2 separate regions of the Zea mays genome follow, and region 2 is linked to region 1. Evidence: chromatin contacts called from public Hi-C data. All regions are on one chromosome and are shown on one strand. The core of a region is the stretch at or near the end of the contact, and the rest is flanking DNA. Distances in the headings are between cores, read along the strand shown.

Region 1 (5,486 bases), core at 1,006-3,505:
AGTAAAAATAAGTTACGAACCGAGTCTGTAGAGAGCTTTTTTTTTTGTACTAGTGGAACCAAAAGGAGACGTTTTCTATTACAATGCACTACGATTCGGCCCACGTAGCACACACAACTATACGGTAACCGAGCGCTTATCGCGGCCCACTAAAAAAGACACACGGGACCGGGCCCATCTTGCCCACGGTGTCCGGAGCTCGGCGTGAGCGACGGACGCAGTTTGAGTGTCTGTCGTCGTCGGGGCACCACCACATCATTGAGTTAAACATGAAAATCTAAGACGAAAATTATTTCAAGCCATATGAAAACCGCATTGAGTTTAACATGAAAACCACCAAACTAATAAATCGTAAAGTACTCTGAACTTGGTCGTTTAGAGAGGCAAAACGGGGCCTTTTTTTTCAATGACGAAACGATTCGGCCCACCCACGTAGCACGCAACCATGTCGTAAACCGCGCGCTTATTGTGGCCCGCTGGAAAAGACACAAGGGACCGGGCCCGGCCCATGGTGTCCGGAGCTCGGCGTGAGCGCGTGACTGATGGACGCGATTTGAGTGAGTGCCGGCCTGTCGTCGGGGCACCACGTCCACATGGCCGGACTGATGACCGACCGTCGTCGTCACCGCTGATGGAGCAGGCGTCCCTCGCGTTTCGCTTCGTTCCAACGTACTACGTTACTCCAGACCCAGGAACAACGGCCGCGGTCTCCTACGTTTCTGCCGGCCGGCCTCACGCGCCAGCCATGCAGGTTCTTCGTTTCTAGTAGCACTAGCTAGTCAAAAGCCCACTGCTGACACGAGACGACACGAGAAGCCGGCCGGCCTTGTTTCACGCGTCCACGCACCGACGATGATGGCCCCCTGCTGACGCGCCGATCCCTAGACGCGCGCGCGCGCGATTATACATGGATCGGCGTGAGCGAGAGAGGCCGGGCTTCTTCGTTCACCGGCCGGCTCCTCCTCCGGATCGACGGAGTCCGGACAGATTATCATCAATCAACACGACAATCCTAGTAGTAGTACAGGTACTAAACACCAAACAGATATCGTGACTGCATGCTGCGAAGAACGCGTATGTTAGTGTAGCTAGCTCGAGCATCACTGCATCAGAATAATAATCTGTTTTCTGATCTGCCTTTTTTTCCCTCGTATTTTCGACAAGATCTGTAGCTAGCTAGCTTAAACTGCTGTTCTCGGCCGCTAGCCGATTTCGGCATAATTATTAATCAATGGCATCGATCCCCAAGTTGGGCCTTGTTGGTTGCGTGGACGTAGCAGTTCCCCTCTGGAGACAGGGAGACCTTTAATTTTGCTGAATTCTGTTTGGGTTGGATCCCGAGGCGAGGATTGCCGTTGAGACCGGCAAGCGCGGCGTCCCCGTGCGGATGCAGATGCACTCGCGTCCCAGTCACAGGGCAGGGCACAGCGTGCCGCCGCCGCCGGCTCCGCCCACGCGCGCGTGGTAGTCACGGCACATAGTACGCGCTTCTGAATTGAAACAGCAGGATGATCGTAAAGCGGCGGGACACTTAACTCACATGCGTTCGCAAGGACGCAGGCAGTGCATGCGGCCCTAGCTGGAAACGCGACGCTCAACCAGACTACAGTGCCTTTGTGCTCTTCATCCATCCAGCCACTATACACACGCTCACACATCTTCTTCTTCGTCCAGCTACTATACGAGTGCGCGCACACCCACGCAGGTACATGGACCGTCCGGCCACACGGATCCATGTATTCAGCGTAGTATGCGTCACAGCTTTTCCTTCTCGTGGCGGTACAGACAGACAGACTACAGACAAGACAATCAAGCTAGCCTGAGGTAGCACACGCATGAAGAGGACAGGATGACATTAGCTATGCGACATGTACTAGGCTAGCCATTTTATTTTATGTGACACGAAAGTAAACTTTAGTCAGTGAACCAAATACATCCCAATATTGTATATAGCCATGAAGCCTGTCCCTTCAATTTGACAATTGCATGTTCTATTTTTTTCCCTTTTTTTGAGAGAGAGTCAATAATATATAGGGTATCTATCTTAAACAGCTGGTCAGCTGCTGTGTGTGTCTGGTACTGGTAGACGGTAGTACTGCTGCTACTTTCTGTCTTGACGGGTCTGGCCGATTGTGTAATTCTGCACGCAGTAAAATATTCTCCCTGCAATTAATTCTGCGCGCGCCCCCAGCACCAGCAGCGAGATCTTCTGGGGGATCCGAGCCTTGATTTCGTAAAGCCTGCGCGCATGACAGAGCGAGGACTAGGAGTACCCTGGTACTACTGTACGTAGGACTGGGTATCCATCGGGCAGCCGTGTCCTAGACTGCCAATATACGCCTGTTGCCTGCTACTCTGGAATTATACGGCCTGACAAAATACCAAGCAGTCGTAGTGTCGTACGCGAATGCATGACAAGGTCATCATCAAGCCCAGCCGGCTATGTGACAGCACTATTTCGAGGTACAAAACCGTAGATACCACTTGCACATAAAAGCTATAGTGGCTGTCCCACACCTATTTGCACTAGCATTTTCAGTGATGTCAGTGCTATGAGACAATGGAAATCGGTATTTTTATTGTTGGTTGTTTTGGAACCAAACCGCCAGTGAAAACATCATATCCACTAGTGGTTGGTCAAGACAACCACCACTACAAATAGAATTCACGGTTTGCTTAATAAAACCACCGGTGGAAATACACTATCTACTGGCGGTTTTCTTTATTTGACTGTCAGTTGAAGTTTTCCCGCTTTTTTATAAATTTTCAAACAAAACTGAATTTACACACACATTATATAAATATATATAGTATATAGTATATGTATTTAGAGTCATGTGCTCTGCTTAACTATAGAAAGCCCCGACCACCCGTCCGGTTGACCAGGCGCACCATCCGGTCCACCCACTATAATGTTTACGCTCATGTACCATCGTATAAAACCAACCGCTCTACATGGCCTTCCGCGATGGCTCAGACTAGGTTTTCAGTGGCGGCGGTTGTGCGACACGAGTGAGTGCGGCGAAGCCAGCTCGACCGCGGCGAACAAGCATCCCCATAGACGAGATCCATGGCGGATCGCCTCCCCGTCATCGTTCCAAAGGTGCCTTCCCTTTGTTTCCCTCATTTTCTTCCCTCCCTAACCTTACCTCCTTTCCCCACACGAACCCTCACCCGCCTCCTCTTCATCCTCAAATCCCAGCTCCTGGACCATGCCTCCTGCCCACCCGCACGCTCTTTCCCTCTAATCCATGTTGTCCTCCGTGATGGGGGCTGCGACTGATAGGGCCATTCGCAGGTAGGCCTTCACGCTGACAAACACTGCGGCGTTCAGGATCCAGCAGCTTCTCAACCTCATGTAGCTGTTTTGTGGGGGCTCCAGCAGGATTTGTGATGCCCTTTGTGACGATTCTGCGTGACTGCCTGCTCCCCCATCCCCTCCGTCGTGGACACCGCCGAGACGCCTGCGAGCCGACTGCACGCTGGAACCCGCGACGAGCCGGCGTTCGAGGAACTGCTGTCGGTGATGTTATATATTACCACATGCTGAGATATTTCTGCAAGTTCTATGAAATGGTAATAAGATATTTCTGCAAATTGTTATATATGTTTTATCTCCACAAACATTTTTTAGATTTGATATCATTTTTAACCTTTAGATTCTAAGAATGTGCTCAGTTTGCATTACATGCACACAATAGTTCAAGAAAAAATAGCAAGAAAGAGATAAATGTCCTAGAAGAAAATAGATGAATTAATAGGGCAGTTATAACCTTTTGTAAAAGAAGTTTTGGTCCCTGGATTCATTGTAATAACGACTAACATTATTTTAGCCTCACAATTTTCTTTAATGGTCTAGCTTTGTAATTGATAACACATTTTTTGGTTGAACTATCATAAATTGATGACAGTATAATCGATGCAGCCATTATATAGTTTTCTTTGTTGCGATTATGCTGCTCATTAATTAAAGAACACTATCTGTCAATCTGTATAGTTTGCATTACATAAATTCATTTTATGCCCAGATTCTGGAAGCAAACCTTCTCGTAACTCAAATGTTACATAAACTATAATTCTGCTTTCCTGCATCTCATATTTACATATCAGCGTAACTCAAATGTTTACCTTCACTGTTATGAGATACATTCACTATTATGACTGCATCGATGGATCTGTCAAGGCATACATACAACCAGTACGTACAAATTTATCATGTCGTTTTATATTTTGCCATAAGGCAGCATATGGTACTAATGTGTAGCTAACAAATTTTTCTTGGCTTGCAGGACAACACGAGGGATCTACGGTCTCTTGCACTGTATTACATCACATTCCATCGCAAGAACAAAACCATCCTGCTCCTTGCAGACATCTTTTCACGGATGTAGTCTAGTTTAGATATGTTAGGTATTATGTCTACAATATTTCATAAACTTTATCAGGAGTTATGTGCATATATTATGGTAATGACGGTAGAACAATCATGCTAATTATCCACACCCACCAGCAGGTATGGTGGCATGTTATGTTGGCATTGCATATGTTTTTTTAATTACGATCTAGTAATGTTTTTCTAAGTTTATTTGTTTGTGTAGAGGGAGGTATTATCTAGTGGATGGTGGTTATTCAATTTGCGAAGCTTACTTGCCACCATATCGGAGTCAAAGATATCACTTAGAAGATTTTCATTGAAGACGAGCAGAAACTGTGGAAGAAAAGTTCAATTTCCACCACTCAAGTCTGTGAAATATAGTTACTATGGAAGTGTAAACTGTGGAAGAGACTTTTGGACTTCTCAAATTAAGGTGGCATGTGCTACGAGGACTCCTAATGTACGAAATAAGCAGACATGTGAAGATTGTAATTGCTTGTTTTGCTTTGCACAACTATTTGTTGGACCGAGGCCACATAGGAGGATCAGAGAGTAGTTCACATGGCCAAGCTGATTACTGAAAGGGAATTAGGGTTACACCTAGTTCCTATATAATTTTGGTGATTGAATTGTCCAACACAAATCTTTGGACTAACTAGTTTGCCCAAGTATATAGAATATGCAGGTGTAAAAGGTTCACACTAAAAAGACCAAGTTTTGGATTCAACAAAGGAGCAAAGGGGCAACCGAAGGCACCCCTGGTCTGGCGCACCGGACTGTCCGGTGCGCCACCGGACATGTCCGGTGCACCAGGGGACTCAGACTCAAACTCGTCACCTTCGGGAATTTCCAGAGGCGACTCCGCTATAATTCACCGGACTGTCCGGTGTACACCGGACAGTGTCCGGTGCGCCAAAGGTGGTCGGCCTCAGGAACTCGCCAGCTTCGGGAAACTCCAACGGCTAGTCCGCTATAATTCACCGGACTGTCCGGTGTGCACCGGACTGTCCGGTGCGACTCCGGAGCAACGGTCTTCTCCGCGCCAACGGCTCTCTGCCGCGCATTTAATGCGCGCTCTGCGCGCGCAGATGGCAGGCACGCCCACTCCGGC
Region 2 (5,486 bases), core at 1,053-3,552, 100 kb after region 1:
TATGGGTTTGTTTGTTTTGGCTTTCTGGTTGATTCTGGCCGTTAGAATCATCTTCAGGCGCCAAATGCTTCGGTTCCTAGACCGCTTCCGTGAGAATCGCTGCTGTGAAAAATCACTCAAATTAACGTGAATGCAGAATCCACCGAGTCGTCACAACAAGAGGAATATGTCGCTTCCTAAACCCTAAACAACGTGTTCTCTAAGGTTTCCTCTAAATATAGAGGATACTTATTCATCCTCTCTATATAGATACCCTCTCTTCTCTCATCTATCCACTTTTCTACTTAGACATTAGATTAAGCAAAACTAAGATATATATAAAATATTTAAGAATACGACAAATACGTACATACAAAATCTAGATGTTCTAATATAGATCTTTGATGTATTGAGGACGAGATATAGAAGACGTTGTTGAAGAGAAATAAAATATAGAACAGAAAAAACTTTTGAAAAAAGTCTATAAAGGACATACATAAAAGAAGGATAGAGAGAATATGGTTGGAGAGATGCCCGGTCACCAGGTTGGCTACAACTTGTCTGGCGAGGAATGGGACAGGAACTCGGAGCCGCGGCAGGATCTTGCCCTACTAGTCCCTGTATCAATGATGATGCGATGCCCATCCATCCATCCATCGACCTTGTCTGGGATTCTTAATCCGCGAATACCGGTTAATTAACCCAGGTGTCTGGTGGTCAGATCTGATCAATTCCATTCACGTCACACCCCCTGATTAATAATTAAGAAAAGGATGGCATTCTTAATTGCCTCGCAACGCAAGTCGCCACACGCACACCTAATCCCGGATCCGGGGACGAAATGACCGGGCAACATCAGAGTAGACACACCAGACCGAGAGAGCAACCGCAGAGCACGAGTCCACTCCACCCCGCCATCAAGGTGACCTGGGCTGGGCATTCCCACGCGACCAATCGCCCGCCGGGAAGGGCCGGCCGTGTGCCAACGTCGCCGACGGCGACAGCGCGAGCGACTTGACCACACACTACACGCCTGTCCGCCGTCTGTCCCAGATGGCACAGCGACACTTGAACTAATGACCAGGAACCGCCTGCCGATGGTTCCCTGGTCTGCTGCATGCTTGCTGGTTCGTGTTCCGTTGAAACGAAAAGGAAAATCGCCAGGCCGACACGACGAGGCCCGTTCATGCATTATTTTCGTCGCTTCTTTAAGGATGAAGAAGCGATGACGCGTGTACATGGGGGACGAGGTGCGCGTGCGTGCGGTGAGGTGCGGTGGTTAGCTGAATCGAGATCCATCTTTTGACAGCGTCGGAACGACATGTGGTACGTCAGAATTAAGAGCGGGGCGCGAGGACACGGCCGCAACTTGGCCCATTTTGCGGCACCACCGGTCGCTGCTGCTCTTCTTTCTGAAATCCTGTGCCGAGGATGGCGTCATGCTTTCTTCTTCTTCGTCTCGTCGTCGTCGTCGTCTCCTCTCCTTCAGCTGGTATGTACAGTGCTTCCCCGTGACTGACTCGTAGCCCTCGTCGGCCGGGCTCGTTCCACCGCGACTGAGGTCAAACCATGTGCCAGTTTTCCTTTCCCCTCATCCGACGAAAAGCTAGCAGCAGCACTGCTCCATGGCAATGATCACCGACACCGAGCAAAGCAAAGCTGCCACCCATCAACACTCATCAACACCCCACGCCGCCATGAGCTCCGGTGAAAAAAAAAAATCTGTTCTGCCGTAAACGAAACCCTCGGGAAGAAGAAGAAGAGTCACGGATTCAGTCCATCCCCTCCATGTGTCGTGGTCACGAGAAAGCTGCGGAAACACGGCCGGTGCCGCCGGTCATGCAAGTCGGCCATTCCAAAAAGTTTCGGCCTGTGCGTTTTCAGGCGTAGTAGAGTTTTCAAAAGGTAGCTAAATAAAACAAAAGAAAAAGAGAACGCGCGCGTGTGTGTATACAGTATACACACACACGCTTAGTAGCTCCGTGGAAAAAAAAGCATCGCATTATTGTCTAACACTAGGATGAAAACAACAACACTTGTCGATTTAGCGTGTGGTCCCGTCTGTTTGTTTCCTTCTGATGCTGATTGAGATTTCAGAGAGAGAGAGCAGAGAACGGCTACGGGACAGCAGTGGATAATGGTACAATGATGCAGCTCATCGTGCGGTGGGGGGGAGAGAAAAATCATCATCAGCGCTGGCACTTTGGCTGCGCAACTGAAAAAGGTATTAATAAACAATTAATTAAGCCACTACTAACCAGGAGTTTAGTGGTAGTAGTACTAGTAGGCAGTGGTACTTGCTTCAGATGCAGAATTGGCTGCTGCTTCCCCGCCTTCTTGACTGCCTGCCTTTCTCCCTCCTCTGACCTCTCTCTCTCTCTATTTAGCTGTTTTGCTGAACCCCATGTCAGCTGCAGTCTGGGGGAATCTGAGCCTGCTGCTCACCTGAGAGAGCCTGTGGGTGGGGAGGCAAAGCGCTGCAGAGGCTGCAGCAGAGAGGAGCGAGCGAGGGAGGGAGACGACGAGCCCTGTCGAGCTGTTCCGATTTTGCCCCCCCGAATACGTCGCTGCCCCTGCTTTGGAGGGATCTGAAGCTGCTGCTGCCTGCCAAAGCCCGGAGGTGAGTGACTGACCGGATGAATTCGGCAATCTTGTGGTGCTCCTGCCGTGCTGCTGCCTGGGTTCCCTTTCCCTGCAAGATTTTCTGAGGCGGAGGCCAACGAAGAAAAAAAAAACCCCCCTTGCTTTCTTCTCACCCCCCCTCCCGCTGCTTCTTTTCCCCCAGCCTTTTTCTTCAGCGGTAGGCTCTGATCATGATGGTGGTGGTGATGGCGGCTGTCCAGCGGAAAGGCTTCTTCTCGTGCTAGTGGAGGAGGCGTGAAATTTCATCCATAAAGGCTGTCGCGGTGGGTGGAGATCTTGCCCAATTCCGCTGAAATCGCCTCCGGCTACGGGTTGGGTCGGGTCGGGTAGCGTGGCCGTGGGCGGTGGGAGATGATTACTTTCGTGGACTCGGCGGCCATGGAGCGGGAGCGGGAGAGTGACAGGTGCCTGGACCCGCAGCTGTGGCACGCCTGCGCCGGCGGGATGGTCCAGATGCCGGCGGTGCACTCCAAGGTGTACTACTTCCCGCAGGGCCACGCGGAGCACGCGCAGGGCCCCGTGGACCTCCCCGCCGGCCGGGTCCCCGCGCTCGTCCTCTGCCGCGTCGCCGCCGTCCGCTTCATGGCCGATCCGGACACCGACGAGGTCTTCGCCAAGATCCGCCTGGCCCCGGTCCGTCCCAACGAGCCGGGCTACGCCGACGACGCCATTGGCGCCGCGGCGGCGTCGGGCGCGCAGGAGGACAAGCCCGCGTCCTTCGCCAAGACGCTCACGCAGTCCGACGCCAACAACGGCGGGGGCTTCTCCGTGCCGCGCTACTGCGCCGAGACCATCTTCCCGCGGCTCGACTACTCGGCCGACCCCCCCGTGCAGACCGTGCTCGCCAAGGACGTGCACGGCGTGGTCTGGAAGTTCCGCCACATCTACCGCGGCACGCCCCGGCGCCACCTGCTCACCACCGGCTGGAGCACCTTCGTGAACCAGAAGAAGCTCGTCGCGGGGGACTCCATCGTGTTCATGCGGACGGAGAACGGGGACCTCTGCGTCGGCATCCGGCGCGCCAAGAAGGGCGGCATCGGAGGGCCGGAGTTCATGCACCACCACCACCAGCAGCCGCCCCCGCCGCAGGGCGGCGGGTACGCCGGGTTCTCCATGTTCCTGCGAGGGGAAGAGGACGGCGGCAAGATGATGGCCGCGGCCGCCACGAGGGGGAAGGCCGCCAGGGTGCGGGTGCGGCCAGAGGAGGTCGTCGAGGCCGCTAACCTGGCCGTGAGCGGGCAGCCGTTCGAGGTGGTGTACTACCCGAGGGCGAGCACGCCAGAGTTCTGCGTCAAGGCGGGGGCGGTGCGCGCCGCCATGCGCACCCAGTGGTGCCCCGGGATGAGGTTCAAGATGGCCTTCGAGACGGAGGACTCGTCCCGGATCAGCTGGTTCATGGGCACTGTCTCCGCCGTGCACGTCGCTGACCCCATCCGATGGCCCAATTCACCCTGGAGGCTTCTCCAGGTAAACGAACCAAGCTCCATAACTATCAAAGTTGATGATTTGCTTGCGGCAATGCATGCTGATGATTTGTGTGTGTGCCGGGGACAGGTCGCCTGGGATGAGCCGGACCTGTTACAGAACGTGAAGAGGGTGAGCCCATGGCTGGTTGAGCTGGTGTCGAACATGCCGGTCATCCATCACCTCACAGCCACGCCCTTCTCGCCGCCCAGGAAGAAGCTGTGCGTCCCACTGTACCCGGAGCTTCCGCTGGAGGGCCAGTTCCCGGCGCCGATGTTCCACGGAAGCCCCCTCCTCGGCCGTGGCGGCGCCGGTGGCCCGATGTGCTACTTCCCGGACGGCACTCCTGCAGGCATACAGGGAGCCAGGCATGCTCAATTCGGCATATCCTTATCAGATCTCCACCTGAACAAGCTGCAGCCGGGCCTGTCACCGCACGGGCTCCACCGCCAGCTCGACCACGGCGTGCAGGTGCAGGTGCAGCAGCCGAGGATCGCCGCCGGGCTCATCGTCGGCGGCCACCCGGCGGCCCGAGACGACGTCTCGTGTCTGCTCACCATCGGCACCCCAAAGAGCAAGAAGCCACCGTCAGACGTCAAGAAGGCGTCCACGGCGGCGGCACCGCAGCTGATGCTCTTCGGGAAAGCGATCCTCACCGAGCAGCAGATATCGCTAGGCGGCGGCAATGTCGTGCCGGCGCTGGCGAAGAAGAGCCCCTCCGACGACGACGACGACGTGGCCGAGAGGACGGTGAGCAACTCGGACGTGTCGAGCCCTGGGAGGAGCAACCAGGACGGCACGTCCAGTGGCGGAGGCCCGGCGGCGCGGGCGTGCTGGCAGGAGGAGGAGTGCAACAACAGGGCGGCAGGTTCTGAGGACGACCTCCTCGGGCACTGCAAGGTGTTCATGCAGTCGGAGGACGTCGGGCGCACGCTGGACCTCTCCGCCGTCGCGTCGTACGAGGAGCTCTACCAGAGGCTCGCCGACATGTTCGGCGTCGACAAGGCCGAGCTGACCAGCCACGTGTTCTACCGCGACGACGCTTCCGGAGCGCTCAAGCACCCTGGCGACGAGCCTTTCAGGTCCGTCCGTGCGTACTCCGTACCCTCGCGGCAGGCTGTTCTTTCCTTGGAAGCATCCTATTAGTATTGGGGGTACTTTGGCTTTGAATTGCTTGAAAGCTAGGACTAGGACGCCTGGACGGTACTGATGTACGCTTGGTTTGTAACATGCTTGTGAATGTGCAGTGAGTTCACCAAGACCGCCCGGAGGCTGACCATACTGACGGACGAGAGCAGCGACAGCTTAGCGAGGTAGAGTCCAGTCTCAAGGAGACGGCGGTTCGGCAGTTTCGGTTGGGAGTGGGAGGCGCCCCGGAACGGGAGCGCGTGCGTGCGTCT

Evidence for each region. Hi-C and Micro-C count contacts between places; a contact is called where the count stands out from the background.
Region 2: a contact with region 1 is called in a Hi-C map of root tip, with 6 times the contacts expected there. The contact joins the promoter of LOC100280136 here to the enhancer-like site in region 1. A contact is called at or near these places in 13 of 25 Hi-C or Micro-C datasets (bundle sheath, ear, endosperm and 5 more) and 1 of 3 datasets of contacts at active chromatin or transcription factors (leaf).

The regions. Positions count from the first base shown.
Region 1 is chr5:50,833,751-50,839,236 of Zm-B73-REFERENCE-NAM-5.0, forward strand. It overlaps LOC111589306 (a long non-coding RNA gene), which reads left to right. Exons shown (of 3, transcript XR_004849418.1): 2 at 3,383-4,198; 3 at 4,290-5,027. Among protein-coding and RNA genes, the nearest start is that of LOC111589306, 4.7 kb to the left of the region's middle. Within about 2 kb of position 2,256, at least 14 of the 20 cell types and tissues checked have an H3K27ac peak or open chromatin away from gene starts, as enhancers often do. A contact at or near this core is called in ear, endosperm, leaf mesophyll and 2 more, where this site is marked.
Region 2 is chr5:50,933,610-50,939,095 of Zm-B73-REFERENCE-NAM-5.0, forward strand. It overlaps LOC100280136 (Auxin response factor 16), which reads left to right and starts at 2,303. Exons shown (of 4, transcript NM_001361024.1): 1 at 2,303-2,599; 2 at 2,765-4,089; 3 at 4,177-5,168; 4 at 5,334-5,486. The coding sequence starts at 2,974. The coding sequence ends at 5,403.